Linked DNA regions of Zea mays: region 1 is linked to region 2. Evidence: chromatin contacts called from public Hi-C data. All regions are on one chromosome and are shown on one strand. The core of a region is the stretch at or near the end of the contact, and the rest is flanking DNA. Distances in the headings are between cores, read along the strand shown. Region 1 holds the start of LOC542534 (initiator-binding protein 2). Region 2 has its middle 16 kb from the start of LOC100273259.

Region 1 (6,038 bases), core at 435-2,934, 300 kb after region 2:
TTAGTTCAGCAAAGTGGAAATGATTTGTCCATCTAATATAATAGAAATTTACCTCGTGAATGGCTATGGGGTTTCTTAGAAATAAAATTGTTGCATCATCCCATGTATGAGATAGATATACTAAATATGACGTGCTAATGAGAAAATCAAGTAAAACACCTACATGATATAGTAGATGAAATTATAGAAGGATATGTCGGCCAAACAAATAGTATGACGTGGATGCCTTACTTTTTGATATACTGAAAATAGTAAACATTTAGTGAAAGATGGTGTAGCATTTATTAAGGATGATGTGGCGTTTAGTGAGATATAACATATGGAGCTTGTATGCAGATATTAAAGTTAGTGGGGTTTACTTTTAAAAGAGATATAGATATAGGTTAAGTATAACATATGGATAGCTTGTTTGCAGATATTAAAGATGGTAGTCTTTTATAAGAGACATAGGTATATGTTATATGAGACGACAAAGCAAGTTTCTACTCAGTAAGAGTTTACAAATGCATTAAGGCTGTAAAATAATGTTTGCCTATTTTTGTCTGAGAGGATGAAGTATTTTTGAAAGTTGCTATGTATGTGTGCACGTAGAATTACGAGAAAGAAACCAAATAAGACTTGGGGTCTACAAATGGCATGCCATGCAAATTTGTACAGCCGATGTGTGTTCCTTTGTCTGATAATGCTAATAGTGGAAACTGATCGTACAGTGGTACCATTATGCAAAGATAGTAACGCAAAACCTGCAGTAGGAATTCAGTCCATTCTAATAAAAGACATCCATGATTATTCCGTAACGAACTAAACGGATTTCGACTAGATACAGATTAAAGTAGTGGATTTAATATTTCGTAGCTTTGTAAATTTGGAATCCAAAGAATGAACTTTTCTTAAACCCTAGAAATTCCATGCTGCGTATGCACCTTTGGTCCGGGCAATGGCCGAGTGAGATGCCAGCTGGACCTAGCACATATTTTTCTATGGTAGATGTATATATTTTAGAATCATGAAGACCACAAATTTCTTATCTAAAAATTATCTGGTTCTGCGTTGAAGAAGCTCCGGAATCTTAGCACCTTTTCAGGCATCACCCGTGGACATTCTCCACCGACCACCAATAGCCCGAAAACAGCAAAAACCCTCCATGAAAAGATTAATTTATAAATAAAAATATTTTAAAAACGGAGAACCCCGAATTAATTCCGTGAGAGAGACTGTGAAGTGGGTCTACATGCAGTTAATAATTACTAACCCCCTCACGTTTCTTTCCTAAAAACGTCCCTGCTATTCTCCTCACTTAAGCCCCACCGGTTAACGGGGGATCACTCCTTGGGTTCGTGGTCACGAGGGACTGGAGGGCCACCGTGCGATCCGACGGCGCGGCTGGCGCGTCCGCTCCCACACCGACGGCCTGGATTTGCGGAATTTATCACGGGCGCGGAGACGTCTCTCCCGTTGTAGTAAGCCGGGACAGGCGCCCGCTGCCGTCGGATCACGTGGCCCCGCCACGTGGACGCTGCGGGAGGGCGGAACCGGTCGTTGGGGTGGGGCCGCGTGGGGTTTAACCGGGAGCAGCCGGTGGACGCCCCTCCCCGGGATGGCGTGGGCGTAAGCGTAAGCGAGGCGGAGTTGGGGGGTTTAAGAAGGGGGGGTGGTTTTGAGGGGTTTTGGCCAACCCACACCACCGCACCACGCACCTCCACCACCAGAAGAAAAAACCAAGGCGGAGGGCGGAGAGGAGAGCAAGGAGGGTGAAGGGGGAAAAGGGTAATAAAAATAAAAGAGGAGAGGAGAAGCAAGACGAGGAGGAAGAGGGAGCACCCAGAGGTAGGGGAGGGGGAATAATTCCGCAGGGGCTGAGGGATCTCGGCGAGTCCGGCCGCGGAGCAGCGCAGCGAGGCGGCGATCCGAGGGCGATCGGAGGCGGGCGGGCGTAGACGCCGGCGAGGTGAGCACGCCGTGCTAGTTCCGCGGAATTCTGGCGAATTATGCGGTTCTGGGGCTGGGTTTCGTGTCTTGGTGCCCCGCTGTGAGGCGCTGCTGTGTTGGGGTTTTGCTTCCGCTCTGTTTTCGTCCATCCTTGTCCGAATTCTGCTTGCTTTGCTCCGATCCGCCGCTCTGTGCTCGGATAAAGAGGTGAAATTCGCGTCTTTCCGAGATTCCGGCACATTTCAGAGTCGCGGTTTGGATTCGTGGGGTTTTGCTTAATTTCGCGTCGAATTGCTGTGGATCGGGTGCCGAGATCGGATCTGGCCTCGCTCGATTCACGTTTTTCTCGACGTTCTTGTGCGCCTGTGAGGTTTCCGGTCGCTCTTCCTTTTTTTAGTCGACGTGCCCGCTTTCCTTTTGGCAGTTGCTTGCTCCTCGCGGATTCCGATGCACGAGGTTTTTTTTTTAAAAAAAAAAGTTTTCTTCTCCTCTCTCTCACTCTCCCTTTTGATCGCTTGGCGTGCTGGTTTACCTGGCGAATTTATTTGCTTGTGCATTAAATTCAGTGGCGAAACCATCTCGCAAGAAAAAACCTGAGGTCTTAACTCGGATCACGGGTTGAAGTATGAATTCTCTCTATTTCTTCTGCTGTTTTTGTGTTTGAGTTTTGATTCGTTTTTGGAGCGCAGCCTGCTGAAAATTCTTTTCATTTGGCTGTTTCACGACTAGATCTCTCGGTTAATCGGCTTGGGGTATTGGGATTATAACTTTTGGTAATTAATTACTTCAAACGCAGTAGTACTCCTATGATCGTTCCCTGTTTAATTAATGGAATGGAGGGTTTAAAGAAGATTTATCCCAAGTCACTGCGGAGATCCCAATGAATTATTTCCTCTTCTTTTTTTTCCTACCTACTAGTACCAGCTTTCATTTGCTGATTGCTACTGTGTTCTTGCAGATTTGTGTTGGTGACAAGCCATGAACAGCGCAACCACCAGTTGTTAAGTAACCCTCCTGTAAACTTGAAGCAACCGAAGCGGAGAGCAGAAATGGTGTTCCAAAAGAGGTCCTCGTCAGAGTTGGAGGCGTCCGGTGGAGGCCAAGTCGCGGAGATGCCGCGCGTTCCCAAGTCTGCGAGGGTACGCCGTACGCGGCTTTCAGCGCATCGATTCGGCCCTCTCTTCGCTGCCCTTGGTTGGCGAGTCTGACAAGGATGGTGTTTCTTGTTCGGTGAAATGTGCAGGGCAAGAGATCGGTCAGGAAGAAGGAGGCCCAGAACCCGCCCCAGATGTCAGCATTCGACCTTCTCGCGACGGTGGCAGGGAAGCTGCTTGATGAGGGGGTGGGCTCGCTGGGGAACATGAGCGCTGGTGCCCCAGCTTTGACTGCATGCGCGAAGGATGTCCGTGTGAAGAAGGAGCAGTGTGACGAGGAAATGAAGCAGTTCAAGCATGAGGTGACAGATCAGGATAGCTGCAATGAGAGTGCAATTCTCCCGCACATTGTGTTCCAGCGGGCGGTGAATAATGCTCGGAATGAGGATCCTAAGGCGAAGTCTGAGGCCCAGGACAAGGAATCCTCCATGATCAGCTGTACCAAGGCTGAACTGGGTTGTAATTTTGGTGTGATTGCAGATAGGTGGTCGCCTGAATCCGTGGAATCAGGAGCCTTCACAGGAGATGCAGTGGCGAGCCTGATGCCACCTGCCCCAGCAGGATTTCATAAGAATGCACCCGAAATGTATAATTTGCTTGATTCAATGGATGTGGATGTCAAGCCTCCTCCTTTGGTCAGCTCTGACAGCACCGGCGAGATGCCATTGTATGGCGATAAAGTTCACCGCTCAACCTCCTTACCAAGGGTCTCGAAGGGAGTGGGGTTTTTTGCTGTAGATAGAGATGATGACGACGATAAGTCCTCTGGGTGCACTCATCCCAGCACCACCACTAACAAGGATTTCAGGTCCAATTGTACAGCTGAGTATAGTAGGGTAAGGAAGTTGCTCACCAGTAAGTACAGGAAAGTTGCTCCAGCGAGGGTTTACAAATCTGATCTTTCCTATAGTGGTAAGCACTGGAAAATCTTGATTTTTCCTTTTCTTTTAATTTCTGTAACACTACATTGATGGAATTTGTATCCAAGCCAACTCCATGTAACTTGAACTCATTGGTCCCATCAGATGTTGATCGGAAGCCTTCTTTCCGGAACAAAAAAATGCATTATACACGACAGAGGACACAAAGGAGTACATTCAAGCGTAGGAAGCTCTTTGATCGCCATTCAGTTCTAGCATCTGAATTTGGTACCGCACATGGAAAGGGAAACACGAAGAAGGTTACCGGAAGAGACTCCCATGCTGTGTCTTTGGAAGGTTTGTTTAAATTCCATCCGGAATTTGGTATTCATGTCATTTCCTGTTTTGTTACTTATCTGCGGGTAATGATTCGTCTGCAGCAAACAAGGGGACTAGTTCAACGCCATTCCAGAAATCTCGTGGGTCAAATGATTGCCATGGTAAGATTTTACTCCTCAGCAAGTTCATTTAATCTCCTACTATCTATATTTAGTCCTGAGATTGCCTTCATTTCTTGCAGTGAAACTTAAAATTAAGTCTTTTAAGGTGCCTGAACTTCTTGTTGAAATCCCAGAAAGTGCAACTGTTGGCTCACTAAAGGTATGTGCAGGACATTTCTTTATTTTTTATGTGTAAAGAGATTACAGTTTTTTAGTTTTGCTGCTCAATGGGTTTTCCAGTCGTTTAATCTGCATTTCCAATGCAGAAAACTGTTCTCGAGGCAGTGACTGCGATTCTCGGAGGTGGTCTACGTGTTGGTGTTCTTCACCATGGAAAGAAAGTTAGAGATGATAATAAAACGTTGATTCAGGCTGGTATTGGTCAGGAGGATATGCTGGACAACCTTGGCTTTTCACTTGAACCCAACTGTACACAAAACCCACAAGTCCAAGCTCCTGAAGATATCAGTTTCCTGGAAACCATTGATACTGCTGAACCCCTCGCAAGGTAACAAACCATGCTTCATAACAATTCACTGCATGCTATAATTTGAGGTGCCTTCACCCTTACCCAGATTGGTGAACTTTGTATCTGACACAGGATTGCACCTGCTGACTCGTCTTCTAAGCATGGTGAAGTTGACCTATCACAGGAGTTTGCATTAACCCCATTAGCAATGAACTACCAGGGCAGTGATCATGATTCTGTGCACTCCCCTGGGGGCGTCTCATCGCCCGATAAAGTCTCCACAAACTCGCGAGCTTTAGTTCCAGTTCCAGCTGCAGATCCCAATGCAGGAGCTATAGTTCCAGCGAATAAGTCTAAGAGGTCACCAGAGCAGGGGCAACGCAGAATCAGGCGCCCGTTCTCTGTTGCTGAAGTAGAAGCACTTGTGCTCGCAGTCGAAAAGCTTGGAACCGGAAGGTATAGTTTATTTATTCCACTCGTTCGACCTGACAGAATTTCATGGCTTCTGTATTCTCACTGTATGGTTATGGATATCATGTAGGTGGCGAGATGTTAAACTTCGCGCGTTTGACAATGCGAAGCACCGTACCTATGTTGATCTTAAGGTAAGAACTGTCAAATGCTTGACTTTGACTTCAACTAAAGACTAAAGCAAAAATATCTTTGCTTTGCATATACTCGTCAAATCTGATAACTAGTTTTCTTACTGTCCTTTCCTGATTTATTTATTGATCCTCTCGATTTCCTTCTCTTTTTTTTTTTGCCAAACCTTTTAATTGCCTGTGAAAAGGAGTCTTTTGCATGGGTTTGTCTACGTAATACGTATGCTTTATGCAAATTCCTAGTGAGGTTAGGTTACTTGGCCGATTTAATCAATAGTTTGGCACTTGTGGGTTTTAGGCCTACTCACCTAACAGGTGCGTGCTGTTTCTGTGTTCTTTATTTGAAAGTTTTCTGCCAGACTCTTGTTCTTGAAAAACTTGTGTCCTTGTGATTCAGTTGGTGCTGTTCCCACGCATCAGCTTTGTAGTTTGGCTGGGTCATGTTAGCTTTAGTACCAGAATGCTTCACCTGGAAACAAAGGAGACCCATTCTTGCACGTCAACTAACCCGATCCGGACTTTGG
Region 2 (5,570 bases), core at 2,101-4,600:
CGTGATGATTGGTGACTGATGAGCGAGCGACGACTGACGATTAGGGGTGGTAATGGATGGACAGTTCTTCGTAAAATTGTAGGGTCCTAAATAATTTGTAGTTAAAAAATAATAGAAATAAGGTTCGATTTTATTTGATTCTTAAATTTTATAGTATAAAATTTAGAGCTCATTGACGAGAGTGGCAGGGCCAAGCTGGCTTGAGATGATCGACGCGATGCTGTTGGCCCTAGCCAGGACGGGCGTTGGTTCTTTCTGTGCTCCTTCCACCCTCACTTTTCATCTACTATAATCAGCGTCGCGTTAGCCCAGGACCACGGGTCACAGGCCGAATGCGCGCAGCGGGCACAGTGGCTGCAATGGGCGCATGATAATTGATGGCATTGTCAACCATCTTTCATGAAAGGTACAGCGCGATGCAAGTAGCATAGTAGGTCTAAAGTCTGAGCACTGATGATATGAAATATGAAGTCTGAACACTGTAGACATGATGATAGAGATCCTTTCGCGTAAACTAAGGCTATCTGCACTCGCGGACTGCAAACTGGATGCATCGCCATTTACAGTAAAATATTCCTGCAGCGGTGGACTGTATGACCAACTGCACCGGGCCCAAGGCGAGCTCGAACCTCAGATATGGTGTCTTGCAGTGGATACCCTATTCCTCCACGTGGACAACCACCTCTTCCTCGCGCGCGATGCCGGACTTGGACGGAGGAGCAGGCGGCCACGTCTTAGAGCCGGTTGAGGGAAAAATAATATAAAACGTGGGAGTTGGTATAGAGTTGAGATGTAGAGTAAACATGAGCGCAGGGAATTGTTGTATAGAGTAGAGAATATTGCTGATTAGGACGGAATATTCTTTTTAGAGTGGATTTTTAGAGTTGAATGAGTGCGGATAGCCTAAACGGGTCCCGGTCTCCTGTACTCTCCATTTTGCGTTCTTCTGCAATCTGCTCCTTTCTTTTCTGGTGTCACTGTTGTTCACGCAAAGGTGCAAATAGTCACTGCAGTAGTACTGCTGTTCATTCGGCTGCCTTCTTGCGGCTGGCTGCAGCTGCAATTCTACACTGGATAAGCTTTGTTGGCTGCTTTTGCAAGCTTCTGCAATTCTACACCTGGCTGCTTTTGCAAGCTGCTACAATTCTACACCGGACTGCAATTCTGCACCGAATAGCAACGCTGCCAATATCTATGCTCCACGCCAAAATCGATTCTGCACTTTTTTCTCTGACGAGGCAACCAGACTACCCCCACCCTATGAGGCTGGCTGTTTTCAAAACGATGATGTTTCCCCCTAGAGCCAATCTTTTAGGACATCTCCAACCATTACTCCCATCTACCTCACCCCATGTGTACTTTATACTCTATTTTATTATCTATCCCCATAAGATTCCTCCTATAAGTTAACTTCTCCAACCATTCCCTCCACCGGTTCACCCTACATTAACTACCATATTTTATAATATGCATTTCAAATTCATAATGCTTTATACCCATGTATGTCTTCGTTAATTTTGTGTCGTATACTGTCTAAAACATTTTCCTGTGTGGAAGTGAGAGGGGAAGTAGGTGGCGCAGCAGACGGGCGAAGGAGCTACACGCATGGGACGTCGTCGGTGTTGGAAGCTTTGATCGTCAATAATGGCGCCCCTTCGTGTGCATGTGTGGCAGTGAGAGGGGAAGGAGGATGAAAGACAGAGCGAAAGCAGAGCCTAGTGTGTGTCTTCACTTCATGGGCAGGGTCTGCCCTAAGGGTGTGTAGCATGTGTGTAGTCCAAATCCTGTATGTAGTATAAGACTTAGGCTTTCTTTGGAAGAAAGGAAAAGTGATGGAATTTTGAAGGCCTATAAAAACTTTTCTATACAACCATTTTGGAACAAATGTTTGAGTTTCAACAAATCCTATAAAATTTATATGGAATGACCCATTGTAGTGAGATTTTAGAGGATTTCTAACATGAGGTCCAACCTCTTGGAAATTTTCTTTTATGTCCATCTCTCTGCTCTAATTCCTGTGTTCTTCCTATGTTGTATCCAAACACTGTGTTGCAAGTTTTCATGTGTTTTTAATTCTTATATGGTTGCTGATGTGGTTCAACTCTATTCCTACACTTTTTCTATTCCTACACTTTATCAATCCGGCATTCCAAAGAAGGGATTATCCTTTTCCTCTAGCTCATGTCTCATGATCTTGCAGGGAGCGGTGGTGCTCTCATGGATGTGACCTCTCTCAAGGAGGAAGTCGTGCAGATTAGCCAAGCCAAGGAGGCCGACAAGCTGGTACGTGCCCCCCGGCTCTGTGTATCGTCTTGTCTAGCCTTCATCCTCGGACTTTGATCCCTAATTTTTCATCCATCTCCTTGTAATTTTATCTGATAATTTTATATAGAAAGTTGTTCGGGAGACTTGTCTTATTTAAAAAGTCATTTAAATTTTAGAAAACTCAATACCCGATGTTATGAATTTGATGTCATATATACAGGGTCTTCGTATATAATTTCGCTTAGGACCCCGAAATCTTAGGACAGGCCCTTTGACTGGCAGCACACCCATCCACTCTTGAACCTGACAAATAAAAAAAAGGCTATTGTAAACGAGAAATGCATTGGTTATGTGCACTTGTTAAGCTGCATCATGACGTATACCGACTGCAGTAAGTGTGAACAGAACCGAAGGGGGATCCTGATTATGGCTGCAGGCCAATGGATACTCGCTCTCCTAATCAGTGTCCAGAGTAAACTTAAGTACTTAACCGTCCTAGATAGGCCGCGCGGATCTCCCAATCGTTTAAAATTGACTACCCACATAAACAACACCGAGGCTGCCATCGCCGGCAAGCATAAACAAAACCCACCAGCACCGCGCGGTATGCATGCTTCGACGGCGGGCGCCCAACGTGACGTCCGTGTTGCGTGCCGTCGCCGAGGTCGTCGTCAAATTATTGCTGCGATCGATGTGCGCGCACACGGCAGACAGCGAAGTAGCGTCGCGCGGGTGTGTGTGTGTGTGTGTGTGTGTATATATATATATATATATATATATATATATATATATATATATATATATATATATATATATATATATATATATATATATATATATATATATATATATATATATATATATATATATATATATATATATATATATATGATGTGCACACACGGCGAAATTATTATAACCGCAGTGTTAACCAATGTGTTACGGCGTTTTTTTGTTTTAAACAGCTCTCACGTTTACTTGCTGGCTGCATACAGTATCTTGGTCCACGCGGTGCCTGAACGTACGTGTGGGGTATTGCTGCTCAAATTACCTGGAGCAGCAGCCCATGACGCATGATGCTTGTTGCTGCTTTGACTAGGCTGCTGTGCTGTGGAGTGGTTGTTGGCGCGCGCCATGCATCCATGTGCGCTGTGCGCGCGCGCGTGAAACATAGGTGCGCAGTGAAGGACGCGCAAGTGATTATAAATGATTGTTCAAGGACGACATCGCGATTCGCGCACGTGCTTTAGGACATGCATGTAACCCACATTCCCATTCAATTCCAGGATAATAGTAAAGTTGTGCTGCTGTCCTAGCTAAACTCCAGGTTTTCTTTTGCTTCCGTGGTCTGGGTGGGAGCGGATCCAGAGGGGGGTTGCAGCCTCGTCCAACGGTTGGCTGGCTTAAGGCCTATCGTCATCCTTCTTAGCTTTGGACTTAGCACCATGCAACCTAGCTACTTGCAGTACGTATGCTCAAACATTTCGTCACCGAACGGAAAAGCTCGTAGTCATACATGCGTGATTCTTGTTACAAAACATTTTATACATGTGATCTAATCCATCCATATGTCGTAGTGACAATTATTTTCCAAGGGACACACCCCTTGGGAACTCTTGTATATATACTTCACTACTCTGCAATAAAGGATGTCCCTGCGATTTGTCTTTGTCTCTGTTAATCTCCATTTGCCACTGAGCGTTGTGATAGAGTTCAACACGTTATCAGCACTGCTCCCAAAATTAGAGATACCGCAGAGGAAAAGATTCGGACATAGTGCAAAGAACATTAACAAAGAGTATGCATTCAATATGTTATTACCTTTTTTCTGATGTTTTCTTTGGCACAATCGTTTCTTTCAATTTCTGCAAAAAGTGCATGATGGGATGATCAGGCCCCGGGCGCTACCGGGGGCATGTCCGCTCGCTGCACCACATCGCGCGACCATGCAAGGCCCGCTCCTGGCCGGAGGCCGTGCTCCACGTCGAGCCATGCCATGGCTAAGGTCGTGCGCGCCGCTGGAGCCAGCGTCGTGCGCCCGCGCTTACAGGGCCCGTGCGCCCGCGACCGCCGCTGGGGCCACGCTGAGTCTGCCCCACGGCCGGCTGCCTCGCCCACAACCGTCGGGACGCTCCCGCGCGCCGTCGGGGCTGGTCAGCCGCCGCGGCCGGACCACCGCACCACGGGGAGACGCGCCGGGACGGGAGACGCCGGGGCCGAGGCCACCGCGCCCGAGTCGTCCCGAGCGGATCTGCCTGTGCGCGCCGCCGGGGACTGCGCACCGAGCCGTTGAGGCCGGGGGCCGCCGTGGCCGAACCGCCCGCGCCTGGCAGGCTGGGCCGCGCCCGCGCGCGCCGGGACAGGAGCCACCGAGGCCGGGGCCGTGCTCCCGCACCGAGGCCGCCAGCCTGGCCGGGGCTGCGCTGCCGGTGTGCTCCTGCGAGCCGATGGGGCTCACCACCGAGCCGAGGCCGCGATTGGCGGGGGTAGGCAGGGGCGCCCGAGCCGATGGGGCTGGGGTCGCCGCGCCGCGGGGTGCCGCGCCCGTGACGCCGGTGCCCCGCCGCCGCGCCTAGGGCTGGAAACGAGCCGAGCCGAGCTCGGCTCGGCTCGGTGTGGCTCGGTGTCTAAATGAGCTCGGCTCGGCTCGCCCATTTCACGAGCTGGCAAAAGAGGCTCGGCTCGCGAGCCATATTCTGGTACTTACCGTTGCATTATTTAGTGAATTAACATTATATAAATTTGAAATATAGAATCGTCATTCTATATTATGAGTAAATTAAATTATAACTTGTAATATATTCATCATTAAAGACTAAAAAATGAGCTATTATCTATAAAATTATCTAATATTTATTATTATTCCATAAATTGATCATTTTTGCAAGGCTCGCGAGCCGGCTCGCGAGCTGGAACGAGCTGGCTCGGCTCGGCTCGCTGTAAAAACGAGCTCGAAGAAGAGGCTCGGCTCGGCTCGTTCGAGGCTCGCGAGCCGTCCCGAGCCGAGCCGAGCCGCTCCGAGCTCGAGCCGGCTCGCGAGCCTCGAGCTAATTTTCCAGCCCTAGCCGCGCCCTCGCCGTGCCGCGGGGAGGCGCGCACCCGACCGCGATGAGGCTGGGGAGCCGCGCCGCCGCGACGGGCATACGGGCCACTGGGACGCCGAGCTGCCGAGGGGCCGGGGGGGCTGCCGGCCTGTGACGAGCTGCTGGAGCCACGCCCGCGCGCGCTGGGGAGCCGCTCCTGCGCACCGCCGGGGTCGGGGCCGATCGCCTGGCCGCTACCGGAGGGCCGCGCCCGCGCACAGG

Evidence for each region. A called contact is a pair of places that touch in the nucleus more often than the background predicts.
Region 1: a Hi-C map of ear shows a contact between it and region 2, with 1.7 times the contacts expected there. The contact joins the promoter of LOC542534 here to the enhancer-like site in region 2.

The regions. Positions count from the first base shown.
Region 1 is chr1:40,288,979-40,295,016 of Zm-B73-REFERENCE-NAM-5.0, forward strand. LOC542534 (initiator-binding protein 2) reads left to right here and starts at 1,685. Exons shown (of 10, transcript NM_001324298.1): 1 at 1,685-1,948; 2 at 2,888-3,068; 3 at 3,173-3,995; 4 at 4,109-4,300; 5 at 4,384-4,443; 6 at 4,524-4,603; 7 at 4,710-4,951; 8 at 5,045-5,368; 9 at 5,454-5,517. The coding sequence starts at 2,979.
Region 2 is chr1:39,987,836-39,993,405 of Zm-B73-REFERENCE-NAM-5.0, forward strand. No RefSeq gene overlaps it. Among protein-coding and RNA genes, the nearest start is that of LOC100273259, 16 kb to the right of the region's middle. Within about 2 kb of position 3,351, at least 18 of the 20 cell types and tissues checked have an H3K27ac peak or open chromatin away from gene starts, as enhancers often do. A contact at or near this core is called in ear, where this site is marked.